3 separate regions of the Mus musculus genome follow, and all the other regions are linked to region 2. The links are chromatin contacts, called in public HiChIP or PLAC-seq and promoter capture Hi-C maps. All regions are on one chromosome and are shown on one strand. Each heading gives the region's core, a stretch centred on a gene start, on an enhancer-like site or on the middle of the called end of the contact. The rest is flanking DNA. Distances are from core to core; before and after follow the strand shown. Region 1 has its middle 21 kb from the start of Nsmce1. Region 2 holds the start of Kdm8 (lysine (K)-specific demethylase 8). Region 3 holds the start of Il4ra (interleukin 4 receptor, alpha).

Region 1 (4,845 bases), core at 2,341-4,840, 67 kb before region 2:
TCTGGGCTTTCTAACAGGGCCAGGGGCAAAGTTTCAATGCTTGTCTTAGTCTGTTTTCCTGCTAATAAAGAGAGACATAACTTGTATTATTATGTATACAAGGGAGAGATAGCAATGACTTTAAAAAAATATTTTATTTTTTAATTATGCGTGTAGAGTGTGGGGGGTGTAAGTATGTTCATTCGAGGAGTCAAACCCTCAGCTGGAGCCTGGTCATTGTGAGCAGCTCAGCCTCAGTGCAGGGTACTTGGGAAGAGCAGTATGTGCACTTAGCCGTGGTGCCATTTCCCCAGCCCCAGTAACATGGATCTTGTGTTGACTCAGCATAGCTGGCCTGAACCAAGCCACTGTCTGTAGATTGTATAGCACTGTGTCCAATGTGTAGTAACTGTCAGGCCATCAAGGAAGACAGACAAGGCAATAAGAGTCTTATGACAAGGCAAGCCTTATTTGGTAAAGAATGTCCCCGTGTGGGGGGTCCCTTGTGTAGGAGTTAGAACCAATGTTTGTTCACACACAGGAAGAGTTAAAAGGCAGAAGAGGGAGAGGGCTGACAGGTTTCCTGGTTTGGCCTACAGTTGGTAATAGCTTAGGGGTCGCTAGAGAGATAAGGTGAGCAATGAGTTAAAGAACATCAGGCAAATGATAAACGCCTCTCCCTGCTGGCTGCCACTGAATAGACAGAGGGGAGCAGGCAACAATGTAGAAAAAAAAAAAACACATTGTGTACATTTCTACGATTGGCATTGTTTAAGCAACATGGAGGAGTTTCTACAAAATGATGTGGCCATGGCTGACAGTAGCAGTGGCTTTTATGCTGATTATTGTGATGGTGTATGTGGTGGTTTGAATATGCTTGGCCCAGGAGTGGCACTATTTGGAGGTGTGGCCTTGTTGGAAGAAGTGTGTCACTGTGGGTGTGGATTTTAAGACCCTTCATTCTAGCTGCCTGGAAGGCAGTCCTCTTAGCAGCCTTCAGATGAAGATGTAGAACTCTCAGCTCCTCCTATACCATACCTGCCTGGATGCTGCCATGCTCCCACCTTGATTATAGCGGACTGAACCTCTGAACCTGTAAGCCAGCCTCAATGATGTGTTGTCTCTATAAGCATTGTCTTGGTCATGGTGTCTGTTCACAGCAGTAAAACCCAAACTAAGACACTGGATCACCTATCGAACAGTCATTCCAGCTCCATTCTTCTACCACAGCAACCAAGCATGTCAGCTGCTCACCCTAGCCTCTCTTGTAGCTAGGGCATGGGCTTATAATTCAACCTGAGGCAAAAGAACTTGACTAGGAGTGTGTTGGACTTGTCTATAAAGGATTTTCTCTACAATTAAGGGGGAGAGAGGGAGGAAGGTGAGAGAGGAGAGAGACTTTATTTTATTTTATTTTTTTAGACTTTCTCTTTTTATTTATTTAATTTTTTAAATTTTTTTTTGTTTTTGTTTTTTTGTTGTTTTTTGTTTTTTGTTTTTCGAGACAGGGTTTCTCTGTATAGCTCTGGCTGTCCTGGAACTCACTTTGTAGAACTGGCTGGCTTCGAACTCAGAAATCCGCCTGCCTCTGCCTCCCAAGTGCTGGGATTAAAGGTGTGTGCCACCATGCCCAGTGGAGAGAGACTTTAAATACTGTCATGGAAAGAGGAAGGAAGCTTGGAGCTATGGCCTCTTTTCTTGTAGCCATGAGGATAGAGCTAAGGGTAAAGTCCACATGCTGAATGTTTTCATAACATAAGACCTCCTACTCTACAAGACTTTGTCATATCAGGTCTGAAATATCTTCACTATGAAGGTGGACTTTAAGTTGGATATTCTGGTTCTAGTGAATGTATTACTGTGGACATTTACAGGTAGTCACTGTTAAAAGAGAGCTAAGAGCCAAGACCCTTCAGAGAGCGTCCTCTGCTTCCAGGCACACCACTCAGGGAAGAGCAGACAGATGCAAAAGTAAAGTACAGGAATCGGGTGTAGCTTGGTGGTAGAGTGTTTGCTGAGTCTGCATGAAACCTTGGGTTCCATCCTCAGCCCTGATATATATATGAATGATACAGGGCGGGGGCTAGAGAGATGGCTCAGTGGTTAAGACTACTGACTGCTCTTTCAGAGGTCCTGAGTTCAATTCCCAGCAACCACATGATGGCTTACAACCATCTAAATTGGGATCTGATGCCCTCTTCTGGTGTGTCTGAAGACAGAAACAATGTACTCATATACATAAAATAAAATAAAATAAAATAAAATAAATATAATAAAATAAATAACTAAATCTTAAAAACCAACAAATCAAATCAAAACAAAACAAAACAAAAACAAAAACAAAAAAAACAACAACAAAAAAAAACAGGGCTGTTGAGGTGTTGAAGTGGGTAAAAAGCAACTGTTGCCAAGTCAGATGACCTAAGTTTGATTCATCTGACTCCTGCAAGTTGTTTTTAGACACCTACCTGCACACACACACACACACACACACACACACACACACACACACACACAGCTTTATGTGTTGGAAATTTGGTTCCCAATGGGGTAATGTGAAAAGTAGGAGGCTTGTAAGAGGTGGCGACTAATGTGAGGGCTTTAGGTCATTGGCTCTTTTGCAACTCTCTGGTTATAAGAACAATGTATGTTAGAGATGAGGGTGCTGGAGAGATGGCTCCATGGGCTGCTGCTCTCACAGAGCACTCCAGTGTGGTTCCCAGCATCCATTATCAGGAGGCCCAGAACCAACCTCCTGTAACTCCAGCTCCAGGGATCCAGTACTATCTTCTGGCTCCCACAGGTACCTGTATAGATCTGCCCCCCTTCTCTCTCTCTCTCTCTCTCTCTCTCTCTCTCACACACACACACATAGAGACATAGACACACACAGAGACAATCACAATCACACACATAAAAAGCAAATCTTTAAAATAAATACTTTTCAGAAAGACTGAGGGCTGGGAATGTAGTCCAGTGCTTGTCTAGCTTAAAGCCTTAATTGAGAGAGAGAAGAGGGGAGGGGAGGAAAAAGGGGAGGGGCATGGAAGTGGGGAGCCTGGCTTCTGTGTCACTCTAGATTCCTATCTTGCCACATGACTTCCCCTCTCCTGCACATGTTCCCACATGTGGCCACCCACCATATTGTGGCGTGTTGGAGAGGACTCTCACCAGATGCTGAGCTGATAGAGCCCCCTTGCTCTGGGCTTTCAGCCTCCAAAACACGAGCACCCTGACTTTGTCTATCAGGTAGCCAGCCCAGATGTTTTGTGATTCCACTGATGGACTAAGTGGTGTTAAAATACATTTTAAGGATCTGAGGAGTACTCTGTGGGGGTACAGGACGCTAGCTTTAGCCTGAACTTGTTCACATATTCCAGAGTTTTATGACCCAGACTTGTGGACATTTCCCTCCAGCTGTCTCCTGGCCAAGGTCACTATCTGTGCTCAGGTTCACTTCTCCTTCTGTGTGCTCAGCCTCCTGACTGGTGGCAGTATCCAATGCGGCAAGCCAATGTGACTTGTCACTTTGGCCTTCTTTCTCTCTCTTCCTGTTCTCTGGTGACCACCATGACCTGTGTGACCTGTCGCCTTCACACTGCCTTCATTTTCACTTTCAAGTGGCCTGTTTCGCTTCCTGCCGCTCTCACACCTGTGTCAACAGGACTGAAATGACATCTCCCAGTCACTTTCCATTTCTTGAGATATACTTTTTACGGATCCTGACAATATCTCTCTCCTTTCTATCTCCTTTGCTATTTGATGCCTGCTCAGAGAGTGACTTTGAGCCTGGCAGTTCACCGTTCCTGGTGGGTTCTGGCTCTGACATTAGGGTTCACCAGACAGAAAGCACCAAGTGTCTCTATGCCTGTCTAGAAATGGTGAGCATGGATGGCTGCAAGACTGGCTCTTATGATGATGACAGACAGGATAGTTCATGCAGCCGCTCTCTGCAGGCTGGAGATGTCAGTATGCTGAGTGACTGGTACTGTGTTTGCAATCTCAGGTATCTCCTAAGGCTTACATTAAGGGTTTGCCTCTCATCTGATGAGCTTCTGAGAATAGATTCCTTACAGACAACGCTTGTGGTGGTTTGAATATGCTTGGCCCAGGCAGTGGCACTATTAGAAGGTGTGGCCTTGTTGGAGTAGGTGTGACCTTGTTGAAGAAAGTGTGTCACTGTGGGGTTGGGCTTTGAGTGCTTCCTCCTAACTGCCTGAGGATGCTAGTCTTCTCCTGTTTGCCTTGGGAAGAAGATGTGGAACTCTTAGCTCCTCCAGCACCATGCCTGCCTGGATGCTGCCATGCTCCCGCCTTGATGATAATGGATTGAACCTCTGAAAGTGTAAGCCAGCCCCAGTTAAATATTGTCCTTTATAAGAGTTGCCTTGGTCATGCTGTTATTTCACAGGAATGGGAACCCTAACTAAAACAACATGCTAACACGGAGAGGGACAATCTCATGGGGTCCCACCACTAGACAAAGAACTAGAGGAAACCGAGTGCAAGAGGGGGAGAACTACCTTCTCCCAAGGATGGGTCATCTAGTTAGTTATCCAATACCAAGTGGTCAGTCCTGAAATCATCTACACACAAGCTACACTGAATGGGCCAAGCAAGTTGTATACACATATTTATGCATATATACATGTAACAGTCATAAAAATAATAAAAGGAAAAGAGGCTCCACCAATTTGAGAGGGAGTGAGGGGTTGGGGGGCATAGTTGTTGGAGGAAAGGGAAGGGAGAACTAATGTGATTATATTTTAATTTAAAAGTTTGTAGTAATTTAAAAATTAAGTAAGTAGATCCTGACATAATCAATGGATTGTTGACCCATTGATCAGTTCCTAACTGAGCAGGCCA
Region 2 (4,296 bases), core at 1,296-3,795:
GCCCTTTGTGAGGGATGGATAGTCACACAACACACCCAGAGACAGAGGCAGTCACATACAAGACAGACAGGCACGCATAGAACAGTCAGACACAGGGCTAAAACAATTCAATAGACGGCCTTCAGGACGGCACTGATCCAGACTAGTGCAACAGACAGACAGAGGACAAGACACAGGGAGCATGACAGAGAACTCAGATCTGGACTCACTCTTGGTTAAGTGACTGGAAGGGGAAGTTCTTTTCCTTCCTTGACACTGACATATTTTTGGTAACTCAGGTGTAATAGCTGTGGTGGTTTGAAAATGCTTGGCCCAGGGAGTGGCACTATTAGGAGGTGTGGCCTTGTTGGAGAAAGTGTGTCACTGTGGGGGTGGGTTTTGAGACCTTCCTCCCAGCCATGTGGGAGACAGTTTGTTCCTGGCTTCCTTTCGATGAAGATGTAGAACTCTTGTCTCCTCCAGCACCATGTATGTCTGTATTCGACCATGCTTCCGGCCATGATGATAATGGACTGAACCTCTGAACCTGTAAACCAGCCCCAAGTAAAACCAGCCCCAAGTGCTGTCCTTTATAAAAGTTGCCTTGGTCATGGTCTCTTCACAGCAATGGAAACCCTAACTAAGACAGTAGCTAACAGGTACAATCCATGCGCCAGGTGAAGGCACATTTTGCCTTGGCTTTACAGCCAATGTGTCAAGGTTTCTTTATAAGAGCTCCAGGATTCAGCAGTTGTCCACTGTAGGATCCTAGGCTCCATGAATGTTTCCAGAGGAGCTGGTCTGATGTGGGCCCAAAGCAACAGTCTTCACACAACCAGAAGCTTGAACAGGCCTTCCAGTGTATACTGCCTGGACTGCCTTTCTCTATGGCCTCAAGCCCAGGTTTCAAGTCAACCCCCCAGTGCTCCCACACAACCCGGTCTGACACAGATAGGACCAGACTAAGTGGCCCTGTAACCTGGCTATAAGTATGGCCTGGCTTCCTATACCCTCTCCCCGAATTGCCTCTTAGAAAAGGCAGTATTAACCAAAAGGCCTGCCACAGAAGGGAGCAACTGTTGGTTTATAAACCAGTCTTTAACAGTGTACCCACACTAGCCTCTAAATTGGCTTCCCAGAGTACCATATAAAAGTTTATTGTGAGATGTATAAATAGGCTTCCAATAGTCAGGTATAGATGGCCTAACTGTGGAATTCACCACCTAAACCAGGAGACTATAAATTTAAGAGCCTAGACAAACAAAACCGGGGGTTATTGTTGGTAAAATGACACCCACAATCACCCAAACACAGGCCACATGTACCAGCCTCAATGGCCTCATATGTTCCAGTATAAGTTTCTCTCCCACAGTGCAACAGTTAATAGGCCTTAAAGACATCTTGCCGGCCATTGCTTTGCTTTTGAAGTTGGTAGGGGCTGTGTCTTTGCTTGCAAGGTGGCCTTCTGGTATTCTACATTCACGTGTCAGGCAAAAGGCACTGCTTTCAAGTAATGGCCAGGTGCGGGTTGCACAAAACGTTTCTCTGTAGCCTTAATTCTAAAAGGTCTTTAAATAAAGGCCCATTTGTTGGTGTACAAAACGACGCTTTTTGCGAAAGGATGTCACCCAAAGGGTGCAGGATCTAATCTGTGTGGTTCTATCTGGGCTTCCTAAGTGAACTAAGCTGCTCACACCAAAACCAAAGGAGCCAAAAACGGGGCCGAACGGAATCAAGCCTCGCTTCCTAAGTGCACTTTTTGGGGATGCATTACAGAAACCGGTTTTGGTTGCTAAGCGGGATGCTGGATGCCTTAGCATGAACAACAGTCTAGGGAAAGCACGTGCAGTCCTTCTCTCAAAGTACCCGGCTGCTCACGCCCTTCTGGACAGTCTGGATTGGAGGGCTGGCTAAGTGGCCTAAGAGAAGACGCCCCGACTCCCAGGAAGTCTTTGGTTGTTGCTGTGGACCTCTGTCCGCTTACGGGGGACAGGCGGACTTGGGCGAACGGGTTCGAGGATGGAGATTGGAAACAGGTAGCAGTGGCCGCAGCCATGCCTTCCGGACAGACGGCGCAGGCGTGGTTATGTGGGCCGGTCTCGCCACTAAACCTATCCTCACACTTGAACCACTAACCGAAGCCTAAAAGGGAAGGGCACGACAGTTGCACGCATGCGCTATTTGACATCCCTAGCAGCTCCTTCAACTGTTTGTGGGGAGCAGATAGCTACTACGCACGCGGCTTTTCAAGCAGCTCCCAGGCCTCCCAAGGCGCCTGCGTGAAACCGTCCCGGCTCGCCCGCGCCGGGCTTTAGCATGGCGCCTGCGCAATCCGTCCTTCACGGCCAGGCTGCAAGTCTAAGCAACTGCAGCTGCCTGGAGCTCCAACTAACCTCTCTGGCGCTTGGACTTGTTTGTGTCTCTCGTTGCTGGCGACGACTGGTTCCGTCCGGGCGAAGATTCTTCGGCTGGCTTTATCACCGACTACACCGAGAGCATCGATCACTTCTGACTCGGCTGATCGCGACGGGTGCCTAGAGGAACGCGGAGCAATCGATGCCAGGCCCCGCCCTCCTCCGGTTCAAAGACTTGGGAGGCTTGAGCTTTCTTTTCCGGGTCATACCTTGCAGAGCAGTTTGTCACTTGCGACTACCCAATCCTTCCAACTCAGATAATGAGTTCTCCCTATTTTACAGAGTAGGAAGCCGAGGTGGAAGAAAAATAGCCACATGATTTTAGAAGTCACGTATATAATTTGAGCCCACAAGTACTGCTTGCAGGACTGGTTTCCGTGAGTTGGCCTATGGTTTCTTTGCAGAGACAGACTATGTGGAGTGGTGTGGCAGTCAGTTCGAGTTTTGAGTTTCGAGCATTCTCTCCCGGTTGACTCCAGAGGTGCCTGGAGCAGCAGCAGCAAACGATTCCCTGCAGCGATCTGCTAGCCTTGGATTTGGAGTGTGACTTCTACTGGTCAGCAGGGATTGAGTCGGGATGTGGCACTCCTCAGTTTTCGTTTTCTCAGGAACACTGAATCGGTTGCTGCCACACCACTCCACACAGCCTGTCTCTGCAAGGAAAACATCCTTCCAATAGGACTTAGACAGAACTCCAGGATATCCCTTCATTCTCTGTGACAGGCCAGCATTCCAAAGTTCCATGCTTGGTCTTTTGTTTGTTTGTTTGTTTGTTTTTAGGGTGTGTGTGTGTGTGTGTGTGTGTGTGTGTGAGACAGGGTTTCTCTGTATAGCCCAGGCTGTCTTGGAACTCACTTTATAGACCAGGCTGGCCTCGAACTCAGAAATCCGTCTGCCTCTGCCTCCAGAGTGCTGGGATTGAAGGCATGCGCCACCACACCTAACTCATGCTTGGTTTAATAAGTGATTAATCGAACTACTTGTCCCCACTTATCAACAAAATGCTGGACAGCCAAATTAGGTGCCTGCATGTTGGTCCCCATGCAGCTGTGCACAGGCTGACACCCGGGGTGTAGTAGCTCTGACCTGCTATATTAGCAGGCCACCCTTCTATTTTATTTCCTGAATTTTCTAGCTTTGGATTTCTTTCCTGTGAAAGAAAAGCTCTAACTGGGAAGATGAGCAGTCGTTTAAGTGCTTGCTTTGCAAGTGTGAGGGCCTGGCTGTAAATTCTCAGTAAAAAGTCAAGTGCAGGGGCAAGCACCTGCAGTTCCAGAACTGGGGAGGCAGAGACAGGAGGGTCCCCAGGGTTTCTGTCCTGTCAGCCCAGCAGAGTCAGTGAGATCAAGGTTCAGTGAGAGATGCTTGTTTGGTTTTGAACCCCAGGACAAGGGACTCGGGTGCATATTTTACACACCAAAGCAGACCTGGCCTCCAGGTTCTCCCAGAATCCCTCAGTCCCTACCTGGCATACCCTGCTCCCAACCCTGAACTTTCTAGCGTGGGGGCTGGACTGCCCTTCCCCCCAGAAGCTCTTCTTCCCTATATAATCCAGACATTTTGGTCTCTCTCTTCACTCTGTGTGTGGGGCCCCTTTCTCTCTTTCTCCCTCCCTCCCTTCACTCTTCCCCTCCCTGTAACAACCCCCCGCCCACTACCCATGGCTCAACTTCCCTGGACTTGGGGCCAGTGAGCTTGCCCACCCAAGAACAGTTTTTCCAATAAACCTGCCTTTAATACAATCTAATCTGGCTTAAGTTGTCTCATTTCAGTGGTGGTGGCTTATCAACATTGTCTGAAAATGAGATGGAGAGCAATTTGGGAAGATACCCACCATTGACCTCTGACTTCCATATGTCCTTTCCCCCAGCCCCTTCTCTGTCAGCTCTTCTTGTTTAGTCTT
Region 3 (4,428 bases), core at 630-3,129, 110 kb before region 2:
TTAGAAAAGCCATTTCATGAACATTTTCATCCCAGATACCTCTGACAAACGGGAGGTGTGGGGATGTGGAGTGATTTTTCTTGAGATCCAAACAGATCCGAACGCAGATCTGCCCCCCTGCCTCCCATCTTCAGTTCTAGCCCCATTCCCTGCCTCTGGTTCTGAGAACTGGAACAACGGACTCTGATCCATGCTGGGTGTCTGAATCTGGGTCACTGTGAGTCTGTGCCCACCCAGGCAAGCCTCATGAAGCTGGGAATCCAGCCATACACAGCTAGGCTGGTCTCCATCCAGGCTGGTCTCAGAGGCTCAACCCGAGGAATACCCAACAGTGTCCTGTCACGGCAGGCACACTCACGGTGGTGCCCCTGCCTCTGTCAGTCTCTGATGAAGGAACACACAAGGAACAAATCAAGCCTTTGCTTGGTCAGGAGCTCTGGCTTTCAACCTCCACGCCTCACTTGCCATGTGGGCCTCCTGTGCCATGGGGACCGTGGCAAGCTCCTTTGTACACATGCCAAGTGTGAGTGTGTACCCCAGCTAGGTCCCAGCCCCAGCCCCCAAAGGCAGAAAAGTAGGGTGTGGCGTGGGTGAATGCAAGCATTCTCTTCTTTCATCCCCGATTGTGGCAGTCATTGTGCCTGCCTCAGGGACAGTCTCCCTGGCCACCTGGCCCTCCCCAGTCTGGGATGGCACTGTATTAAGACCCCAGCACAGCCCAAATACTGCAAACCCTCAGATGGTCACAACCTTGCCCAATTACCAGTGTGTGATCATTTGGGCGACTCACTTGGGTTTCCCCATCCTTACCCTGAAGATCCAGGAGCAGGGCCAGGACTACGAATCCTTCCTACGACTTCCCTGAGCCTCAAAGCAAGGAATTCAGGGGCTCCTGCAGCGCTGTCTCCCTTTCCACATATCTAGCCCCTCTTATGTCAGCGAGGTGGCACACGGAGCCGTCCCACCTTCTAGTTTTTGCCCATGCTGTACCCACAGTTCAGCATGCCTTCTCTTGTCTCTGATTCTCGACCTGCCAAAGTGTTCTCCCACACCCCAAACTGACTCAGGAGCTGTACTGCCCAAGGAAGAGGTGCCCTGCTTGCCCAATACACTCCCTGTCTTGTGTGTCTATCCCTCAGTCAGAGAGCACAGCCTAAAACAGCAAGCAGAGCACAGACGAGCTGGGGAACACACACACAGTGGTCACCTCCCCTCTCTGCCTCAATGTCCCCTTAAGCGGTCATGACTTCCCTGGCTGATTCCTAGAGGCCTTACCAGGACTGTGGAATCCCATTACTCTCTTCTGGCCAAACATATTCTCAAGTCTCAGTTTCCCCATAAGACTTTAGGATGGGACAAATGTCCCAGCAAATGCCCCCAGACTCTCAAAAGACCACCTGTAGAAGGAAGGCCACATTGAGCCTCACACCTCCCAAAGGGCTGGAGAAGGGCAGGACCCAGGAGTGCTGGCTTGGGGGCAGACGGAATCACAGACTAGCTGGCTTATACAACGTCCAGTTTGCCACAATAGTCAGGTTTCTGGGTTACTGAACCGGAACCTGGGAGGAGCCTGGTAGTCCGGGCTTCTACACAAAGATCCCTAGGACGTCTTTGTGGGGACCGGACCGCCGAGGCTCCCTGAGTTCTAGCGCGTGAGTTGTCTACTTGCTTGACCCGCGCCCGAAGGCAGCCGACCCTGGCTGAGCGAGGAGCCCAGCAGCCCCATGCCCACCCCAGGTTCCGCGGGCTCTGGTTTCAGGCCAGATCGGTTCTGTAGCCACCACTGCCCGGTCCCCAGGCTTCCCCACCGCCCGTTCCTACCTGCGAGTTCAGGCTCCACGCGCCGCGCGGGGCTTTCCTGCGAGAAGGACCTCGCCCCGCTTCCTACGCCGCCTGGTGTCCCTTATTTACATGCGACGCCCCACCCCGTGCACGGTCATTTACATGCCCCGCCCCTCACCCAGCTCATTTTCACCCGCAGTCCTCCGGACTTTGCCTGATCGCTGGCTTATTTGCATGCCCCACCCCACGCGTCCGCAGCTGTCCAGAGCTCCAGCTTTTAAGTCCCACGACTGCGGGACTCGAATCTTTGCCCTTTCCCTACAGACCAGCTTGGCTTGTGTTTGCGGCTGTTGCTCATTTTCCCAATGTTTACTCAGCGTCTGTGCCAGAAAGCAAAACAACTCATCAATTAAGAGCGAGTGTCTCCTGCTAGGTTCAGGCAGGAACCTTGCTGCTACTACCAAGAGGGAGTCATGCGCAACTATCCCTTTTCAGATGAAGAAGCTGAGGCATGGATCTGTTAGGAAACTTGCTTAAGGGTTGATGAGATGGCCCGCAAGCCTGAGAGTGCAAGATCTATCCCTAGAAACCACGCAAAAGTGAAAAGAAAGAACTGACATCACGAAGTTGTTCTCTCGCCCACAGCAGCGCAACTGTGACCAGCCTTGCCTTTGCTAGCTAAGCCATCCCATGGGCTTGCCATCCTGTTTTGAGCATTATGGATTGGGTTGGCTTAGTTTTTTGCTTCTTGTGACAGGATCTTGCTATACAGCTTTGGCTGTCATATTGTAGCACAGTCTGAACTTGAAGTCACAGTAATCCTGTCTCAGCCTCCCAAGTAGGATTGCAGATACAAGCCACCACATCTTGCTGTCTTCTGAGTCTGCAAGCCATCTTTTGATCCCTCCTGGCTGGCCACTTGTCTTCATGTGACTGGATTGTATGACCCTTGCCCAGGGGAGAGGGGACTATGTGAGATACATCGATATGTGACAGAAACAGGCTGGCCTGTGATGGTGCTTGGGACCAGCCCTGCTTGGCTCAGGTGCTCAGAGAAGCTCAGCAGAACTAGGCCGAGAAAGCAGCTGGGCTGGAGCCTGCGTGCCTGGTTGTGAAATCAGAATCTAGACAGTGCTGACAGACCGGAAAGCAGCAGGAAGGCCAGCACACATGTGGTCAGGGAAGGCATTTGAAAATGTTCAGGGGCACAATGATGGGAATTCTTAGCACTCCTCTTTCAAAAAACCTTTCTATGTATCTAAGTTGATGTCAGGACAGAGCCAAGGATACTGGCCAAGAAGACAGACAATAGCAGGAAGCTTATATTCCCTCCACAGTCCCAGACTTCCTAAGTGACCACTCTGTTTGGCCCAAGAGTGGGCTGGGAGCCCCAGATAATCCAGGCTCTTCTTCCAGTTTAAGGGCTTCCCGAGCTTGCCTCCTTCCAAGCTTGGAGCGCATTCCAGCACAGCGGATGGAGCTGCCTTTGAGCTTACCTCAGTGTTTAAGAGTAGACTATTTTTGAAACAGATGTAGTGTGATAGAATAATTAGTGCTGTGGGGAAAGCTCTGTTGGGTCCCCTCAGTAGACCCGAGTTTGAACCCCAGTCCCCATGTTAAAAAGCTGAGAGTGGAGCTTGGAAGACTACACAGTAGATAAGAGCCCTTGTTACACCAACCTGGACCCCAACATCTGAGGAAAAAGTTGGGTTTGCCTGTAATTCTGCACTCTGGGAAAAGGACACAGGAGGACTGCAGGGGCTTTCTCGTTGCCAGTCTAGCCCAAGCTCAGTGAGATACTCTTTCCCAAGGGAATAAGGTGGAGAGTGGTACACCAGGACACCCAGTGCATACACGGACATGCTCATATACCACACACACATACACACACACACACACACACACACACACATCCCCCACACAAGCCAGGCATAGTAGCATATACTTGTAACTCCAGTAGTGAGCAAGCAGAGACCCCTGGGACCTGCCAGCTAGCCAACTCCAACTAATCAGTGAGGCCTATGTCCCTGTCTTAACCAAGATGAGGGAGGGGAAGTAGTTCAGACTACTACCAGAATTCCTGACTAGTGTGTGTGAGACCCGGAGTCCAATCTCCAGCACTACATGATCTCAGTGGGGTGACACATTCATGTAATACCGGTACAGGATCGAAGATGGAGGGAAAACGGAGGCAGATGAAGTTCAAGGTCATCCACAACAAGTGTCCTCTGGTGGCCTTTAACTGCCGATGGCCCCTCAGGTCTCCCAGGCCTCTGCTTCCCTCTGCTGTGGAATGTATGAAGGGTCCATCCCTGTAAAGCTCAACCATGCCTGCTGTAATCCCTGAGTGCAGCGGCCATGTCCTGTCCAGAACACAGCGTTTCACAGCACCCAACCTCCGGCTCTTAAGGTCTTTCCAGATCCTCTTCCCCAGTGTTCTGCCAGGCTTGGGGGTGGGGACAGAGATGACCTGCTTAGGGCTGAGCCCTGGACAGTCATTTATGCTCACACTTGGAGCAGTTATGAGTCTGTGTTAGCTGCTGCCTGCTGCAGGAAGAAGCTTTGCTGACCTAGGCTGAGAGCAGCCCTGGGAGGTGGCTACAAACATGGGTTGATGTATTCATTTATGTATTTACTTATATAGTT

What was found. HiChIP or PLAC-seq counts read pairs in DNA pulled down with a chosen protein or histone mark. Capture Hi-C pulls out chosen DNA fragments and counts their contacts.
Region 1: a CTCF HiChIP or PLAC-seq map of CD8 T cells shows a contact between it and region 2, with 5 read pairs. The contact joins the enhancer-like site here to the promoter of Kdm8 in region 2. A contact is called at or near these places in 1 of 39 promoter capture datasets (macrophages), 2 of 15 datasets of contacts at CTCF or cohesin (CD8 T cells and the G1E-ER4 cell line), 1 of 484 Hi-C or Micro-C datasets (CD8 central memory T cells), 1 of 115 datasets of contacts at active chromatin or transcription factors (CD8 T cells) and 1 of 9 other capture datasets (liver).
Region 3: a contact with region 2 is called in a promoter capture Hi-C map of liver. The contact joins the promoter of Il4ra here to the promoter of Kdm8 in region 2. A contact is called at or near these places in 19 of 39 promoter capture datasets (the 3T3-L1 cell line, 3T3-L1-derived adipocytes, the C10 cell line and 13 more), 1 of 15 datasets of contacts at CTCF or cohesin (CD8 T cells), 8 of 484 Hi-C or Micro-C datasets (B cells, CD4 T cells, bone marrow-derived macrophages and 5 more), 14 of 115 datasets of contacts at active chromatin or transcription factors (the 230-238 cell line, CD8 T cells, bone marrow-derived dendritic cells and 8 more) and 4 of 9 other capture datasets (adipose tissue, liver, macrophages and 1 more).

What each region holds. Positions count from the first base shown.
Region 1 is chr7:125,510,311-125,515,155 of GRCm38.p6, reverse strand. No RefSeq gene overlaps it. Among named protein-coding and RNA genes, the nearest start is that of Nsmce1, 21 kb to the right of the region's middle. Within about 2 kb of position 3,590, at least 40 of the 459 cell types and tissues checked have an H3K27ac peak or open chromatin away from gene starts, as enhancers often do. A contact at or near this core is called in CD8 T cells, CD8 central memory T cells and the G1E-ER4 cell line, where this site is marked.
Region 2 is chr7:125,442,869-125,447,164 of GRCm38.p6, reverse strand. It overlaps Kdm8 (lysine (K)-specific demethylase 8), which reads right to left and starts at 2,545. Exons shown (of 8, transcript NM_029842.5): 1 at 2,373-2,545.
Region 3 is chr7:125,549,722-125,554,149 of GRCm38.p6, reverse strand. It overlaps Il4ra (interleukin 4 receptor, alpha), which reads right to left and starts at 1,879. Exons shown (of 11, transcript NM_001008700.4): 1 at 1,822-1,879.